Linked DNA regions of Rattus norvegicus: regions 1 and 3 are each linked to region 2. Evidence: chromatin contacts called from public Hi-C data. All regions are on one chromosome and are shown on one strand. Each heading gives the region's core, a stretch centred on a gene start, on an enhancer-like site or on the middle of the called end of the contact. The rest is flanking DNA. Distances are from core to core; before and after follow the strand shown. Region 1 holds the start of Ermp1 (endoplasmic reticulum metallopeptidase 1). Region 2 holds the start of Ranbp6 (RAN binding protein 6). Region 3 holds the start of Uhrf2 (ubiquitin like with PHD and ring finger domains 2).

Region 1 (4,169 bases), core at 326-2,825, 150 kb before region 2:
ACATTCAGTAGGTGTGACTGCTGAAGGCAGGATGACAGGGCTTCACCGGCCTGACTCCTACCGATGGTTACGGATTGTCCCTTACTGGGTCTAAGTGGCTGAAACCATTCGTATAACCATGAGATGCCATCAAGTGGGCGTGGTAAACTTCTGAAGGTTTACCCAAGCCTCTCACCGTACACACTAAACCTAATAACTTCAGTTTAGGCCAAAACTAACCCTATTCCAGTGGGGGAGGGGTGGGACAGGAAGGGAGACAAAAGGTGCCATCCAAAAACCTCTATGTAAAATCATCCAAAGAAGCAATTTTAAAACAAAATAGGTCATTAAAAATTTCCTACTAGCTTAGGATTCATGATTTAGGATGCAAGTTACAGTTATCAAAGAGCTCATATTTCCAAGTGCACCTGAGGTCATCTTTAAAAAAAGAATGTTGAACCCTTGGCTAGCAGTGGAGGTGCAGACCTTCAATCCCAGCACCTGAGAGGTAGAGGCAGAAGGATTTCTGTGAGTCAGAGGCCAACTTGGTCTACAGAGCGAGTTCCAGTCAGGGCTACACTGAAAAACTTTGTCTCGAAAAATAAATAAATAAATAAATAAATAAAAAATGTTGAACCTATACAATCCGTAGTACAGAAGAGCCACAGACCTCATCTGAGACCTTCAGAAATTATAGGCATAATTCTGAGCGGACGTACCGAGTCTCCCTCCTCCGCTTTCAGATTTGAGGGCTGTGGTGCTTAGAAAGGTAGCACACACACTACATTACTCCTTCCCAACACCGTCCCAGAAAGACTTGGTAATGCAGCCTGGCACAAACACCTCACTCTCCACCTCATTTTAAAAGCTGAGAACTAACCAAAGTTAAAAAGTGGAAGTTGCTCGAGAAAAAGAGAATGGATGACTAAAGCGTGTGAACAACCAATCATCTGCAGGAGGAACAGAGTGGATGATAAAGCAGACTCAATTGATCTGGCCACCCCGAGAAAGCGAAAGAGGGAGACTGGCAAGTCCCCGGTACCGGCAATTCAGACCTCAAAAGGACGCTCGGGACCATCCCACTTCCCACCGACGTGCGCCCAAGGATCCCGGGACTCTGCATACCACGGCCTGACTCCCTCGCCAGGGCACAGTGGCTCCCAGCTCACCCGCGCGGGACTCACCGACCCGGCGCTCCCCCACCCCGGGCTCACTCGCCTGGGGCCGCGGAGGACTCGCGGCCCGGCCGATCGACCGTACCTGGCTTGGCGCGCATCGAACTCGCCCTGGAGCCCCGAGGTCCGGCTCAGCACCAGCCGCTGCAGCGACAGCTGCACGAGCGCCCGCAGAGCGAGCAGGTAGAGTGCGAGCGCCAGCGCCGTGCGCGCCTCGGACAGCGCGGTCTTCGCACCCCGGCTCTCGCCGCCGCTCTCCGTCCTCCCCCGCATCCTCCCGCCGCCCCTCGCATCCTCCTGCGCTGAGGCCTCTCTCTGCGGGTGCGACGCGGCCGCCTGACCCTCCCGCCGCTCCGCGGTGCCGCGGTGCCGCCGCACGGCCGCCGACTCCGAGCTCCACTCCATGGCGGCAGCTGCCACCACCAACCGCCCCAGCCCGCGACAGTCCGGGCCACCGCGGCCTCCGCAGCGCCTCCTAGTGAGCGGACGGAAACTGCAGAGGGCCAAATTTCTTCTGATTGGCTGGTCCGCCTAGCTGTTCCCCGGTGCTTCAGTCTGAAATCTTTGGTGGCACAGGCTGACTGACACGCAGACTGTCAAAGGGGAAAACACCCGTAAACCTAGAAATGAGCAGCCCCAAACAAGAGAAAAATGCAAGGCCGCTTTAACAGAACACACGAGGCATTTATCCTGCGCTGGGCTGATGAATAGTAGGAAAAGTAGGATTCTGACTACCAAAACAATAAGTAAGACTTCACAACCAGGACTGGATGAACAAAGCTGTAATCCTGGCACTAGGAAGGATGGCCACAGGAGGATCCCTATTTTTTTTCTTCTTTTTTTTTTCTTTTTTCTTTTTTTCAGAGCTGGGGACCGAACCCAGGGCCTTGTGCTTGCTAGACAAGCGCTCTACCACTGAGCTAAATCCCCAACCCCGAGGATCCCTATTTTGTGCCCAGAGTGGAATACATAACGAAGATTCTGTCTTTAAAAAATAATGAATAAGTAATAAATAAATAAATAAATAAATAAATAAATAAATAAAAGCATTTTTTTTATCCCAGCACTCAGGAGGAACAAACTGGATTTACATAAATTAGAGTCCTGCCTGGTCTACATAGCGAGTTCCAGGCCAGCCAGGGCTACAAAAGGTGAGTGGGAAAAGGAGGAAGGAAAGGAAAAAGAGAGACACAGAACTCAATAACCAGGGCTAGTGCTGTCTTCACTTAACAGACAAAAATACCTTTAATTTAATGAATAGCTACTGAGTCACGCAGCTAAGTACAAACTTTGAAAAGGAAATATCTTTGTTCCTATTTAATACTGAAGAGCATAAAGGCAGCAACCGAAGAACGAGTGAGTTCCCAAGACAGCACAGGGCACTAGAAACAAAGGTTCTGAAAAGACATTCTTGGGCCAGCAAGATGGATCAGAAGGTAAAATGTGCTTGTCCCCAGCTCTCCCCCCCCCCAAAGCCTGACCACCTCAATTCCAGGTGCCATGATAGAAGGGGAGAACCAACTCCCACAAGGTGTCTACTGACCTAAACACACAGGCATGTGCCCTTACAAACACACGATTCTTACAAACACGCATGCAAACACTTCATATGAACCACACTTGTGCCGGCTAGTCCTATGTCAACTTGACACACAAGCTAGAGTTATCTTTTTTTTTTTTCTTTATTTCGGAGCTGGGGACCAAACCCAGGGCCTTGTGCTTGCTAGGCAAGCGCTTTACCACTGAGCTAAACCCCCAACCCCGAGCTAGAGTTATCTTAAAGGAAGGAACCTCAATTGAGAAAATGATTCCATACAACCTAACTGTAGGGTATTTTCCTAATTAGTGATTGGTGGGGGAGGACCCAGCCCTTGGTGGGTGGAGACATCCCTGAGCTGTTTGTTTCTGGGTTCTATAAAAAAGCAGGTTGAACTAGTAGTCATGAGGAGCAGCCCAGCATATCCCCACCCCCATCGCCTCCGTGGAGCCGAATAAACCCTCTCCTCCCAGAGTTGCTTTGGCCACGGTGTTTCATCGTAACAGTAAGCAACCCATCAGTAACACGCAATAATACAAACAAAAATGTTCAAATATCTTCAAAACAAATAAATAACAAGTGAGAACTTAGTCTTCCTTCACTACCACACTAAGTGGCAAAAAGCTGGGCATCGGTTTTAGCAGCCGTGCCAGCAAATGACCAGCCTTGTTTCTGCTTGCTGCTTCCATGAGCCTCTTAGATTCAAGGTTCTGTGCCCCAAGCATGCGACGTCTGAAGTGCTCTAAGGCATTAACCTAGAAACCCACTGAGGAAACACACTGCAAGAATTTGACTGAGTGTCTGTGTCAGATACACGACGCCCTGCCTACCTTTCAGACCCGTCAGACGCAGGCTGTTCCTGCAGCCACACTGGCCTCTCTTAAAGACTTCCAGTCCACCATCTTCCTTCACAGTGTCAGCCCATATACTATTTGGATCACCCAGGGCACTTGTTCCTTCCTTCCATTACCAAACTTACTCCCTTCAAATCCCAATGGAAGTGGTACTTCCTCAAGCAAGACCCTTATTCCGGTTAAGCCCATGCCCCCCTGTGTCCACTCCTACAGCACCATCGATGCCTGTGATTTCACCGTTCCCTCCCTCCAATGGAGGCTCCATGAAGGCAAAAGCCCTGTCTAGTTTTACTCGGCTTTTGACTCGTGTCTCCTAGGACCCGGCAGAACATATACTATTCAGTCAATGTGTCCTGAGTGTGTGAAAACACAGCCATGTCTAGACACACGGAACTTCAATTCTGTAAGATCCTTTCTAGTGTAAGCGCTGAGACCAAGCACAATGTCTGTCTTATTAATTTTCCACCTTACCCATAGTGCTTAGCCCAGTCTCTGGTCCTCACTCACTATGTGCTTATCGAATGGGTGTACTGGCCGGTTTTGTGTGTCAACGTGACACAAGCTGGAGTTATCACAGAGAAAGGAGCCTCCCTTGAGGAAATGCCTCCATGAGACCCAGCTGTA
Region 2 (3,874 bases), core at 760-3,259:
GAGGTTTACAAACTGCCAGCCCTCGTCATCACTCATGTTCTCCACATCCTGTGTGTCTAAGAGTGCGACATCAGGCTTAGCTGAAGCAGTCTTGATAAGAGGCTCAATAACCAGCGGGAGATATTGTTCAAAGTCTTTTCCAAGGATCTTACACATTCTGGCCCACGCTGAAACCATGTAAGAAGTCTGAGGGTCGTCTTCTTCCATGTTATTTAAGTCTGATTGTGTCTTCAACAGTATCTGCATCACATTCGATGCATCTTGCATAAATTTTTCCTTCCCCACAGCCAGTCCAACATGGCTAATGCACTCAATAGTTTTTCCTCGAAGAAGCTTAAGTTCCTTTTGAACAGCGAGCTCAACAACGTGTTTGAGTGAGGGCATAAATATATCATAATATGGAATAAAGTTTTCTTCTATTACATCTGCCACCGAGGCAATGGTTGTCACGAGTTGTTCTAAGGCCAACTTGGTTCCATTCCGAATCAGCTCTTGAAGTTTAATTACCAAGATGGATTGGAGACTTTTTACCATATTTTCCAAATATAGGATTAGCAATGATTTGGGGCAGTCTTCAATAAAAATAACAAGAGCAGAAGCGGCCTGAGATTGCACACGCTGATTACCTTGGTTTTCCATGGTTCGCAACAAAGCTGTAATCACTATTTCATGGAATTTCTTTTGGAAACTAGGTGCAAAATCTGTAGCCATCTGTCCAAGTGTAGTACAGGCAGCAGCCCTTACCCTTGGATGAGGATCCTGAAGAAAAAGCAAAACCGAGTTAACCGTTTCATCTAGAATTGGTTCCATTTGCTGATGGCAACCTTCTCCGATGGCTGATAAGGCCATTAATCCGGCATGTCGACATTTCCAGTCATGGCTCTGAAGCATTTGCATGATATGCTCCTTGGTCATCGGCAAAACTACTTTTCCACCAAGTCCACAAGCCAGTCTGTCTAGGGCGCTCTCAGCAGCAACGGCGTTGCTGTCAAAATCATCTTCTTCCATTTCATCAGCATTTACCCAGTCATCGTCATCTTGAAGATCAACCATCATTGCTAATATATGAGGCACAGCCTGTGCGATAATATTCGTATGCTTTTTCAACATCGGAGTCGCAGTTTCCGATAAGGTCACTATTACTTCCAAAGCCAGCTGGCGTTGCAGATTGCTAAGCCTAGAGTCTCCACATAACTTCAGGCTCAACTGCAGAGTATCTTCTAAATAGGGACCCAAGTACTTAGGTACAGTATCTGCAATCTCAACAAGGGATTCTAGCACGGAATCATCATCCTGGTAGCAGGAATCATTCACAGCCTGTAAGATTCCAGGAAGCAAATCTGCAAAGTCTTTGAAAAGAGCAATATTGTTTTCATTAGCAAGGACAAACGCAGCCGCAGCTCTAGCAGATAATGTCCTGATGGCTGGATGCTCTTGATCTTGAATACACTGGTCCAACAACCTCTTGATGATATCCAAGTCGTGACGATCTTGGTTCCCAAAAATCCCAGGAAAGTGCCAGAAAACGTGAAGTGCAACTTCCCACAGAACCACATTTTTAGAGTGGATCGAATCAATGAGGAATTTCAGACCTTCTGGCCAATGGTTAGTGCCATTCTCATCTATCAAATTCCTGGCCAGCACCGCAAAAATATCACAAAGCTTTTTCCTCATGCTAGCATGTGTTTCTAACTTAACGGCCAATATCAGTTCAATCTTGACATCCCTCTGCACTTCAGAAGGTAGATTTGGATAGACCTCCTCAAACCCAGAGGACAAAAGCCGTCGTAGCAGTGCGGCAGCCATTTGTCTCACCTCATAACCTGCTCTTCTATTTCGGACGGCATCTAAGAGGAATGTAGTCTTACACAGACCTGGGATATTCTCATAGACCTCCTCGGCTTGCCTCCGCACCATACAGCTTGGATTGATCAGGTTCTTCAGAAGCTGGTAAAACTCCTGCTTATCCGATATGGTCGCCGGCAACCCTGCAGACCCGGCCGCCGCCATCGCGCCCTGTCAAAGCTACCGCGACCGGGAAGGAGGGAGGGAGTCTGCGTCTGGGAGCAATGACGTCAGTGAGGCGACGACGGGGATGGGTGGGGCGCTGCTCCCTCCGCTGCGGCGGGTTAAAGCTGGAAGGCTGGGGTCCGAGTTTTGCAGGGTAGAGGGAGCTGAGTGCCTATTAGGGGTATCGCCCTTCTGTTCTCCGATCCTGATGCTTGTGCGCCTGTAGAGGCAGGAAGGAGATGGAAAGAAATTCGCTCTGAAAGTCTACATACTGTATGATGCCATTTTTTTAAATAAAAGATCTCGAATAAGCACATCTATACAAACAGTAATTTGCACTTGCTATGGAATGGGGGAGGAGGAGGAATGAGTATAACTGCTGTCCGAGATTTCTTCTTGAGGGATGATAAAAATGTTCTGCAGTTGATAGTGATGATGGTTTCCCCAATGTCATGCCGTTATACTAAGAACTACTGAATTATACAATTTAAATTGTTAACTGGGTATAATGAGTCAAGCCATAATAAAGCTGTTTGCAAAATAAGCTCAATTAAAGGTTAGGGATTTCCTCCCCATTACCACACCCAGAGAAGTAGAACCCGTGATGTTCAAACTCAGGCATACACCAGAATCTCTTGCTCTGTGGGTTATAACAGAGAGTGGAAAGACAAGTAAGGTGAGAGATGATCTGAAGCAATAATGAAGCTTCTTGAATCCAGGTTTTCTGTATAAACTGTATTTCTGTTACGCAAGATTTTCCTTACATGTTTCTGACCTGGAATATGACAGTACTAGATTCCTAATTACCGGTTAATAGGAAGAAGCAAAGGTTATCCTAAGAACAAATTCCCTGAGGCTATGTATCTTTTATTTAGGCAGATGTGTTACTTGAAACCATAATTATAAGGTGTAACAGTCTGATCAGATCTTCCTTTCTGTCAGCCATTGTCACTCTCATTTCAGCCTTAGGTAATTCTGTAGGCTGACAGAGGCAGATAAAGTACTACTCTAAGGCAAGAAATGAACAGCCAGGGAGGTGGAGGCCTTGCCTAAGATAACAGATAAATTCTACCTAGTCTTAAGGTGGGGCCACCGTTTGTCACCAAGAACTTCCCACTGTAACTGCTCTAGATTTTGCTACATCATCAGAGACCTTTATTTATTGTGTTCTGTCTTAAACTTTGCCAAGAAATCTGAATTTCGGTTTTGTGAATTTCTGCTGCTTATACACACAAAATGGACAAAGGCTAATTTTCATGTTAACAAGTTGGCTGACCAGATAAGTGGTCTCATAAATTAATTTGTAATATGACGCTAGTCTCTGAACAGTGATTCTTATTCTGTGGACTGTTTCAAGGCCATTTAGGGTGTTTGTTTTAAAATACAGATGTTAGAACCAGCTTCCAAACTACTGTACTGGAATTCTGAGAACTGAAACCCAAGCGTCCATAATTAATAAGCACAGAGAGCTTTTATATGAATACATAAACCTTATGGTTATGGAACAAATCAATTATTGTTCTGACTCTAAAGTCTTACCTACAGCTCATCTTGTACCAGACTCACTGCCTTTCTTACTGCTCCTAGAATAAGTTTGGCTGCAAAGCCCTTGCATCTGCAGTTTTAGGAAATGTTAATGAACGCTGGAGAAATGCTTTCTCTACAGCTGCGTCCATTAGCACACTAAGGGCTTATTAAAGCCACAGCAAGATCCAGCGACAGACCCTCTGCAGTGTTCGGAATGTAAATGACTGGCAATGCCAAGGCTTGTGCAAATACAGAACACCAGGGAGCTTGGCTATATTATATTGAAGTAAATATAAGCTTGTATAGCTTAAAAGAATAGTTGAGAATGCTGGTAAGA
Region 3 (3,899 bases), core at 204-2,703, 240 kb after region 2:
AAATGGAAGGCAGTTCCCTCTTGGCTAAATTTCAGCCTCTTACCTTCCGGCGGCTTGCTTTTCCCTAAGGCCCCCATCTACACTTTTTCTGTCATTCTAAATACTTAAACACATCAAGGCACAGTTCAAAAAGCCCAGGTTTCCCCCTGAGGCCCACAGAAGTCTTCTTTGAATGCTAATACTCACATTGCCCTTCATTATTTAAGTCAACCTCCCTCTGATACTGTCTTCTGATTTGTGAAAATGCACACTCCCAGTCTTTTCTTAAGCACCCCAATCTTCATTGAATATTCCCAGTTTATCTAAATTTTCTTAATGATGCTCTAAAATACCTTACTGTGTACTACTAAGGGAGCGGCAGGAAACTAACATTCACTAAGTGTTTATGTACACTATTTTACCCAGAGGAAATTGAGGCAATTTGTTCAAGATCAGTTAAACAGGGAAAAAAAAAAATTACAATTCTTGCGCATCCCAACCCTCGAGCCCAAGATTCAAGGCGGGCTTCAGACTGCGGCACACCATTGGCAGTACACCACGAATACTTTAACATCCTAAGACGCTAGCTAGCATTAACTGTTTAACAAGTAGTTGATCCCTTCCTGGGTCAGATTAGATGTTCTCAGATGTATCTGTCCCGTCATCTACCAAATGTAATGAGGAAGCAGGCAAGGTGACTTAGAGGCTCCAGGCGAATATCTATATTCAGCAAGACAACGCAATATGTAAGCACATTTCATTTTTCCTATCGGGCCATCTTGACTAATTTGGTTGTTGCAAAGTTGCGCCTCTTCACGGGAATGATTAGTACTGGGCTCAATATCTACATTCCGGGTATTAGAGAATGTAAGATACGCGTTTGCGTCGCTTTCTCTCATAAGCTTTCCATTTTTAGATGATCCTCATGTGTGGGGAGCCATATCTCTGCCCTGGGATCTTCTTTTAGATCGGAGATGTATAGTTCTGCAAACCCAGGATCCCTGCTAAAGAGCCAAAGGCGCCCTTAGCGCACAAGGCCCACTCCGTCACGTCCAGTTCCTGCTCCATGGTTGGGAAGCGTAGCTGCGAGGCCTCTGTCCTGGGGCCTCCCGGAAGCGGCTTTCCGAGGGAGGGACGCGCGGGAAGCGTGTCCATGAAGCCGACGCCCCCCGGGAGAGGTCCCGCCAGGCCGCGTGGCGGGCGCAAATCCTTGTGTTAAGTCTCGGGAATGTAGGCTGCGCCCCCATTTCTCGCTCACGCCAGCGCGCAGCAGGGGTGGCTATTGTTAGTGTCGTTTTGAGACCATAGAGCATCGGCCTTAGAGACTGCGCGGTGGCGTACGAGGGCAGAGGGCGAGCGAGACCCTGCAAGCCTGCCGTGCCCCGCCCTCCTCCAAGTAACGGCTCTGGAGGCCCCGCCCTTTCCTATATTAGCGCTCTGGGCCGTGCGTGGGGCGGAGCCCCGCGTGGATCTCGCGAGATCCGGGTTGGCGCCGTGACCTCCATGTGGGAGCTGCATCTCTATAAGTAAACACTCCGCGCCGCCGAGACATGGCTTCTTCCTATTTGTGAGGCGCAGGCTGCGCTAGCAACTCGGGCGGGTTCCGGTTTCCTTCCACCTCGGAGAGAGTGGGCGGTCGAACGGTCTAGAGCGTCAGTCTTCGCCCGCGTTCGCCGAGCCGCCGCAGAGAACCGGATCCTTCAGAGGAGGCGGCAGGGGCCGGGCGGGGCGCGGCGGCCCGAGCGCAGGGGTAGACAAAGGGGGTCGGTCCCCTATCCCGGTGCCGCGATGTGGATCCAGGTCCGCACCATCGACGGCTCCCAGACGCGCACCATCGAGGACGTTTCTCGCAAAGCCACCATCGAGGAGCTGCGCGAGAGGGTGTGGGCGCTGTTCGACGTAAGGCCCGAGTGCCAGCGCCTGTTCTACCGGGGCAAGCAGGTGAGGCGCCCCGCGGGAAACGCGGGCTCGAGTAGCCGGCGACCCGGGACGAGCCTAGGTGTCCAGGGCTGCACTCGGGATGGGCTGCTTGCGGGGCCCCGGCCTCCGGCCGTGGGGCCCCCACCTACAAATGCGCCTAGCGGATCGGAAGCCCTGGCGGGGTGCAGGGCGCGGTGTGTAGCGGGGCAGCGGCCACAGGCACAGCCTCCGAGGGTCCTGGGGGCCTTTCTTCCCGCCTTTGGGGGGAATCGGAGCCTGGAAAGGCAACAGGCTCCGTCCGGCAGCCATGCCGGGTCGCCGGAGGGACGATCTGGCTTTATTCGCAGTGCTGCATCGACTTCTATGAGGACTTGCCTCTCTTCCTTGCCCCCAGGCTCTTAGATCCGGTATGGAAAGTGAGGCACCTTAACCCTGTTCCCTCCCTAGAAGGATTTGAGCACACTGAAGATCCGAACGGTGGCAGAATGCGTGTCCCTTCTTCCTCGTCGTCAGTCTCAGATAGGAAATTTGTTCTGTAGAAGATTTTAGACCTTAATTCAAGGATCGAGGGTTATAACCTGAAGTCGGGTTTAAGTCTGTTGAGTCTAGGGACAGATTTTTCCCCTATAGACTTTACCTCTCATCTTTGTGTGTTCCCTAAGTTCGGGCTTTCAACTCAAGTCCTTCAGCATAGTCATTCAAAAAAGCCAGAAAGTATTTTGGGGCCACAAGGGTGCTTCTGGGCATCTCCGTTAATTTAACTATGGCCCTGCCTGTTGAGGCTAAGGCTTTTCCTGTCCAGTAAGTCTATGACAAGACACCCAGACCCATATTGTTTTTCTTGTCTTTGTCTTTAGACCACTGAAAAAGTTGGCATCCTGTAGTCCATAGACCACAGATTGGCCCTAGTCCTGAGTTTTGAATTAAATGCAGTTCTCTCTGATTCGATGGAAGTAGCCTATAAGCCACAAAGGGTTTGGAAGGAATATTTTTATTCCCTTCACAGATTTACAACCTCTATGACTGGCCAAATTTTCTAAGATTATTCGATGGGAAAGGAAAAAAAACAGGGTTTTGTTTTGTTAAAGTGTTTGGAAGACCTCTTTCTCAGAGAAAACCTATAACACTTTCTGCTCCTGTTGTAGCCAGCTTTATATTGATTCTTCAGTGCTTGACGAATAAAGCGCTCACTTGACTGGAAGGTTTGTTTTGAAACAGTCATATCTGTAGTCAGTACTGCGTAGCACCGTGTTGCTGTGCCTCAAGTGGCTGATAGCTTTTCCTTTGGCTATCAGTGAACGCCATGCAAATAATAATACTGTGCACTGATTCCTAGAATACTTGGGTGACTCCAGTACAAGAGGTAGAAATGAAAGATGAAAATGTATTAGTGGACAACAGTCCAAATAACATTGCTTTAAATTCAGGATTTACAAAATAGACTTACGCTAATAATCAGAAAATGGTTCCTGGTTGAGGGGAGAGAACTCTAGTGGCCTGCTCCTCCCCCCATTGTTAGTAGTTCACTACTTCTCTCTCCCCAGCCCAATAATGAACCATTAAGGGTAAAAATAGAATTCCAGTGCCGGCCGTTGACTTGAACACCAGAAAAGGAAAATTATTTATTTATTTTTTATGAATGATACTAGCTGGGGCAGCAATTATTAATCTCCTTTTGTCTCTGATGTTTTCCAGATGATGGAGATAGCAAAGCATGTCTTTAGCAGGCATAGAATTCAGGTGGTTCCACAGGGCTAGCCATTGCCTTTGAAGTGAGTTTACGTTTAATAGAAAAAAGGTGTCTTTCTCATATGCTTTGTTATAACGTTATAAGTAAAACAGTGAAGTTTGAAAAACAGTGAAAGGAGCTCTAATTTTTCTTTCAGTGTGTATGGTTGTTTTGCACATGTGATGTCTTTGCACCATATGCATGCCTGGTTGCTACAAAGGCTGGAAGAGGACTTTAGGGCATCAGATCTCCTGGAACTGGAGTTAGAGAT

The links. Hi-C and Micro-C count contacts between places; a contact is called where the count stands out from the background.
Region 1: a Hi-C map of mammary epithelial cells shows a contact between it and region 2, with 2.0 times the contacts expected there. The contact joins the promoter of Ermp1 here to the promoter of Ranbp6 in region 2. A contact is called at or near these places in 3 of 12 Hi-C or Micro-C datasets (the A7r5 cell line, the Rat2 cell line and mammary epithelial cells).
Region 3: a contact with region 2 is called in a Hi-C map of prefrontal cortex, with 3 times the contacts expected there. The contact joins the promoter of Uhrf2 here to the promoter of Ranbp6 in region 2. A contact is called at or near these places in 2 of 12 Hi-C or Micro-C datasets (mammary epithelial cells and prefrontal cortex) and 1 of 1 datasets of contacts at active chromatin or transcription factors (oligodendrocytes).

What each region holds. Positions count from the first base shown.
Region 1 is chr1:236,834,037-236,838,205 of GRCr8, forward strand. It overlaps Ermp1 (endoplasmic reticulum metallopeptidase 1), which reads right to left and starts at 1,576. Exons shown (of 15, transcript NM_184050.2): 1 at 1,240-1,576. The coding sequence starts at 1,559.
Region 2 is chr1:236,988,442-236,992,315 of GRCr8, forward strand. Ranbp6 (RAN binding protein 6) reads right to left here and starts at 2,010. Exons shown (of 1, transcript NM_001107584.1): 1 at 1-2,010. The coding sequence starts at 2,010.
Region 3 is chr1:237,227,022-237,230,920 of GRCr8, forward strand. It overlaps Uhrf2 (ubiquitin like with PHD and ring finger domains 2), which reads left to right and starts at 1,454. Exons shown (of 16, transcript NM_001107585.1): 1 at 1,454-1,920. The coding sequence starts at 1,768.